2 separate regions of the Columba livia genome follow, and region 2 is linked to region 1. The links are chromatin contacts, called in public Hi-C maps. All regions are on one chromosome and are shown on one strand. The core of a region is the stretch at or near the end of the contact, and the rest is flanking DNA. Distances in the headings are between cores, read along the strand shown. Region 1 overlaps SH3PXD2A (SH3 and PX domains 2A). Region 2 has its middle 160 kb from the start of NEURL1.

Region 1 (2,911 bases), core at 248-2,747:
AATTGTATTAGCATTCATAATTGTATGCACATTTCTAAACTGTCATGATTGCCACATCCTTTTAAAACGTGGGGTGGGACATCAAAAGGGTTATGTCTGCTCAGAGATCAGCAGAGAAGCGAAAAATTAAATTGCCTGATACCTTAAAAACTTGGATGTGAGCTGTTTTGACTCCATTATATCAAAAGTGACACAAGAAAAGTAAGTCTGGAATTAGACTTTTAAAGCTCATTAACCTTCAAGATTTAATTAGCAGGAAGCAGGCTGTTTAATGGAGGTTTGAGGTGCCCTGTGCCTGCTGTTGCTGTTGGGTGTGCAGGGGCTCTGTGCAGCCAGCGCAGTGGGAGCCTCATGGGACAGGGACTTGTGGGATGAGTGGGAGGAAAGGGCTAAAAATTCCTGAATTCAGAGTCTCTCTCTGCTCCAGATTTGCTTTACGGGAGCTGCTTTGTCTCCCTGTGCATGGCCTAGCCTGTATTTTAGCTCTCAGGCCAGCCCTCACTAGAGGATACCTGTGGCTGATGGGCAGCGCAGCGTTTCTGTGCTTTCTGATTCAGACTTTCCAAAGTCCTACTGGTGGCAAGGTAATGTCATCATGTCTGCACTTTGGAAATGCATATTTTACGAATGTGAAAAAAATTGGATGTACATGCATGCTCCATCCCTGGTCCTGCCAGCTGCATGTATCTATATACATTTGTATTTCTAGTTATTGCGAGTTTTGCCGTGGCATGATCAAGCATATCGAGCCAAATACACTTGACCAACAGACCTTTGGAAGGCAAATAGTTTTTGCAGTTACGGAGCCTTGCTTGTCGAGGAATATTGGCAAAAGAGGTTGTCAGGGTAAGGGAACTGAATGTTGTTTATAACAGACTTATAAACCTTTTGGTTCCCAGAGTGCTTCCCATCCACTGAACCCAAGGTGCCTTGTGCATGCTTTGTGGTGATGGATTGTGTCTCACAGAGGCAACAGTCCCAGCTAGAGAGTGTTTCACAGCCCTATGCCATGCCACGTAGACATCATCTTTCACATAGGTGCTGTCGCTTTTGTTCTTTATCTGTGTAAAGCCTGACACAACAGGCTCACTTCACGGACGGTGCCTGCACAGACGTTGCCACAGTGCAAGTAGGTATTAAATCGTGTCTGGACTCCAGAGTGAGAAGTATCACCTCTGACAGCAGCTGGAGGATGCTGGTGCAGGGGATGCAGCCGGCAGAGGGAGCGCGGACCATTGCACACCGCCTGCTTGTCTCTAGTTCAACGCAGCACCCTGCAAACCCGCCACTTTCTTCCCTTTTCTCAGCAGCCTGCTAAGCGGGAACAGAGCAACGCGATAAGGGATTGTTTATTATGGAAACATGCCACTTTTAGTAGATTTACAAGCAGCTTTGTAGAGCTCCTGGTCGCTCTGTGTTTTTGTTTTTAGTCCGTTACTCATCCTGATACATAGTTGGTATGTGTCTGACCATGGCTGTAAAAGACACTAGCGGGGACATGATGGGGCCAAAGCATGGGAGACAGAGAGCAGCTGTCAGGCGGCATTTCTTCCAGGGGTTTGAGGAGTACCAGCAGGCTGTGTCAGCCCAATAGTGACTGTTTCTCAGTGACTGACTTTGCAGTCAAACTATTTTGTAGTTCCTTCAAGGCCCCATGGTTTAGCGGCTGCACAGATGGTTACATTGCATTTAGAGCAAAGTGAAATAACACTAGTTCCTCCCATCCTCTGCTGCCTCACCCCAAGAAATTAGCGACCTCTTTTGGGAGCTACTAGTCAAAATTGCAGATCCAAACACCTCCAAACTTTCATCAAAGTTTGAAACCAGTTCAGGAGCTGAATTTCAAGTCTACTTTTCCTGTGCCAAAATCCCCAGAGCTGAATACCTGGGAACTTTGGAAGTGGAGTAACTCATGGACCAAATATACTCTGAGTTTTTCATTGTCTGCCTCTAATGCATCAGCTCTCCCACAATAATATGTCTAGCCTGGTTCATAGCACAATCGCTGCTGTAATCGTGACTGAAACCTGGATAGGTTAGAAATCCATATGTGGATCTGTGTCTGGGTGAATTTGGCAGACAAAAAGCAGTCCCCCAAAGGCAATTTCTTCCTATCAAATCTTCTGCCAATTTTAACAGGTTTGATTTATGCTTTTTAAGGTTACTGAGCTCTTTGCTGAAAGAGTTGAAGGCCATCCTCCCTGGCGCTGTTACTTGAATGAGCCACCTCAGGAGCAAGACTGGCTTCCAGATCACAGCGTAGCTGAGGGCTTATATCTGTTACATGTGAGCTTTCTCTGCCTGTCTCATTGGTCTCCTGCACTTCCTTAGCTCAAACAAGTGCTTCCAGTTACCAAAAAGTATATGTGACACACATCAGTCATGGTTGTGTTTTGTGCCCGGTAGTTGTAAGTGTGGTGGGATACAAGCGTTGCACTTGTACTTGTTCCTTTACCTGTTGCTGCAACCTAGGGTAAAGAAGGAATGTACCATGTGGGTATGTAATCCTCCTGGTTTCTCTGATGAAACTCTGCTTTTGGGGTTGGGTGTATTTTGGTTTTGTTTTGTTTTTAAATATTTTTAAAATTTGCTCCGAATGAAGAAATTGATTAGGCCAGTTGGAGGTGTACAAGGGAAGTTTTGCACAGGAGAAACCAGAGCAGGTGAGCAGTTCTTGGAGTTGCTTGGACAGTAGATGAGGGCATGGAGTAAGAGGTCAGTGAGAGGGTAGTTAGATTAGTTAGAAAGACTGGCTGACCGGAATGTAAGCTGAGCATAGCAGTCTGGAAAGTAGATCATCTTTCTGAAAGGCACAGAGAAAAAAATAATGGCTCCAGATTCATCCCTTGTGTAATTCTTTTGAAGTTGGTGGCTTGCACCAGGATGATTTAACCCCATTAATTTTAATGGG
Region 2 (2,911 bases), core at 212-2,711, 120 kb after region 1:
GAACCAACTTAATGCTTTCATGTGCTCTTATTTAAACTGGCAACAAGTCCATGAGCATCAGCAGAGTTACACTGACAGAAGACCTGCAGTGGAGCAAAGTACCTTGTGTGCGCTTGGCATGAACCATTCTCAGCAAAAGCAAGTGCCGTGCATTTGGTTCCTACACCTCTGAAGGGTGCACAGTGCCGCTGAGCCTTGGTGCTGCCATGCTCTGATCCACTTCCCTGCAGGTCTTACAGCTTTTAAAAACCAACTGGAGCTTTGCTGCTATGTGCTAGTGGATTCCCATCACAGGTGGTTCCTTGTCTGGCAATTTCAGATGCTATTTAGCTATGTAGCAAAGTGCTATGTATGATGATCTGAAAGCAAATGTTTGTGTAAGTTATTTTATTTCCATTTGCTTTTAGTTGCTTGGTAGAAGCAGGGACCACCAATGCAGCGATGCATGAAGAAACGTCTGCACACTGTGTCTGTTTGGCCTCTGCAAGCTCTGCCCAGTGCTCGTATTTCTCTTTCTCTCCCTCTGTGTTGCTCAGTGGTCATGTCTGTTGTGTGTCTGTGATTTTCACATAAAGTACTGTATGTAGGGCCGGATCCAGAAGCCCGCAGTCAGTTGACTTTGGGTTGGGATGTAGGTTGCTGTTGCTGCTTTTCCTCCTCTGTCTAAACCGAGCTCAGAGCAAAGCACAGATGTCTGTAGAAAGTCACCTATAACTCTGCTTTGGGGTGTCAGTTTTGTGGGGTGTGCCTGCATTGCACAGGTGGAGGAGGGTGGAACGAGGAGATCTTTTTCCTTGGGTGCCCTCACATCAGGGTTAAGGCTCCACAGTGATCCCTGAGGTGAAAGTCACACTGCACCACATGCAGACCTGACTGGTGTAGGCAGAACAAATTAGTTTCTCCCATTTTATAATGTCAGGGCTGGGCTGGTCCCATGAACCATGTTCTTCATTTGTTCTTGCATCAAGGTAGTGTTGATTCTAGTTGGAGAGTGCAATTTTTTGTGTGTGTTTGTTTCTTGTAATGAATTGGGTTTAAAGCTTCACACTGGCGAGCATAAGCCACTGTTGTCCTGAGTTGAGACTCCTGTTTGTTACTGAATCGAAATAATGGGAATTTTGATTGTAATTTGGAAATAAATTAGAGGTAACTATATTGGCAGGGGAGGAATAGATAAAATATGAGGAAAAATATGTTTCTAATAAGGCCATAAATTATTTGGTCTGGCACTGCAGGTGCTTTCTCTGTATAGATGGTTTTAGTACATCACTGCTCTGTGTTAGGATTTTTTATCTTTGAGAAAAGTTGAGTTTGTTCATTCTGTGATATAGTAAGGCAATCTGTATCCTGAGGCAAATGACCCACCAAAGGAAGACAAACATGGGTTAGGTTTTTGTTGTACTTGAGGTGGTTTGTGTGTCTGGGAGTTTGCATACACTGGGGTTTGGCTGATGTAGTGGGCAAGACTGGCTTGTTCCAGGCTGCCCATTATTGCCCCTCTGCAAAACACCCCAGTGCTACTGGCCCTTCTGGAAAAGTCTTGGGTTTAGAGATCTTTCCCTGATGCTCAGTTATTTGGTTACAATGGTACCAGTCTTGCTTCATGGAGGAGAAAAACAGGGGGGAGGGAGAATCTCTTGGCACTGTAGGATAATTTTTAAAATATAACATTTAATATTAAAATAAATATTTCATGCTTCTTCAGCTATTCCCCTTCAGAGCTGTTTTAGTGACTCTGATGTCTGAAATTTAAGCAACGTGGCAGCTTTCTCTGTGCAAACAGTTCTTTTGTGGTTCAAGAGCTTGTTCTTGAACTGCTTCTGGGTCACCAGGGAAGTAGTCATAAATAAACAAAATCCCATCATCACACTTGGGGTTTAGACTGGGGGGGTCATCAAATTTTGTTCTGACTCTGGGTCGCCTTGAGCATCCAGACTCAGTTTGTTTCTGTCCCCTAGAAGCAAGAGAGAATAGTGCAGTCACTGGAACTTAGCCTGTAACAATTGGTGAACTGGAACAAATAAAAAAGGAATTAAAAGTAAAACTTAAAAAAAAAGAGAAATATTTCAGTGAATTGCTGACTTAACTATTTCCTGCCTTGGATTTTCAGGGGCGGGGGGTGAAGTTATAATTGTTTCCAGTCTCTCTAGGAGGATTTTTTTCTGCAGCACGCTAAATAGGCTTGCTGAAAAGTCTTGCTCGTTACTCATGGTGAGTTCAAACCTGGAATATTGCAAAAGCAAAGTGAGCGTAGCATTACAATGACTTTTTTGTACTGAGGGTCCAAACTGAGTATTGTGGGGTCAATAGTGTACAGCGTAGGTGCATTTCTGCTGTCTGGCTAACCTCACGTTACATCAGTGCCTTTATTGCAGATTTAATTGCGGACAGCAGCACTCGTTACTCTGCCTGCAATGTTTGGGGAGAACCAAGCAGATGAGCCTCCTCAGTTAAGACTTCATATTGAATTTCAAGTCTTGCCAGCAGTTTGATTGATTGTTGCTCAGGCTAAAGTTCAGATGCAGATAGCTCAGGGTGGGTGTTGAAAGCAGCTCAGCTGGACATGTACATCTGTAGCTGTTTTCAGAGCTGTTAATTAGCCCAAATTGTATCTGGGAATGATGGGTAGTCAGTTATTGGGAACCTAAACCTGTTGTTGAATGAGGACTGGAATCAAAGCAGTTGTGTTCCCCTGCATTAGCAAAGCAATTGAATGTGTCAGGAGGGGAAACTCCTGTGGGTTTTGCTGTCCCAAATTTGTATTTGACCAAAAAAAAAAAAAAAATCAATCTAGGCCTGGTCTAACTGAGGTTTTGCAGTGGGTTTCCCAGGTGGCTGATGTTCTTAGTGTGACCTTGACTATTAGATGCTGTTGTTATTTGTGTGTTGGGGTAGCACTCCATTTTCTAGT

What was found. A called contact is a pair of places that touch in the nucleus more often than the background predicts.
Region 2: a contact with region 1 is called in a Hi-C map of liver, with 6 times the contacts expected there. The contact joins two enhancer-like sites. A contact is called at or near these places in 2 of 2 Hi-C or Micro-C datasets (crop and liver).

The regions. Positions count from the first base shown.
Region 1 is chr6:13,415,799-13,418,709 of bColLiv1.pat.W.v2, forward strand. All of the region lies in intron 5 of SH3PXD2A (SH3 and PX domains 2A), which reads left to right. Among named protein-coding and RNA genes, the nearest start is that of SH3PXD2A, 150 kb to the left of the region's middle. Within about 2 kb of position 1,498, at least 2 of the 3 cell types and tissues checked have an H3K27ac peak away from gene starts, as active enhancers do.
Region 2 is chr6:13,532,345-13,535,255 of bColLiv1.pat.W.v2, forward strand. No RefSeq gene overlaps it. Among named protein-coding and RNA genes, the nearest start is that of NEURL1, 160 kb to the right of the region's middle. Within about 2 kb of position 1,462, at least 1 of the 3 cell types and tissues checked has an H3K27ac peak away from gene starts, as active enhancers do.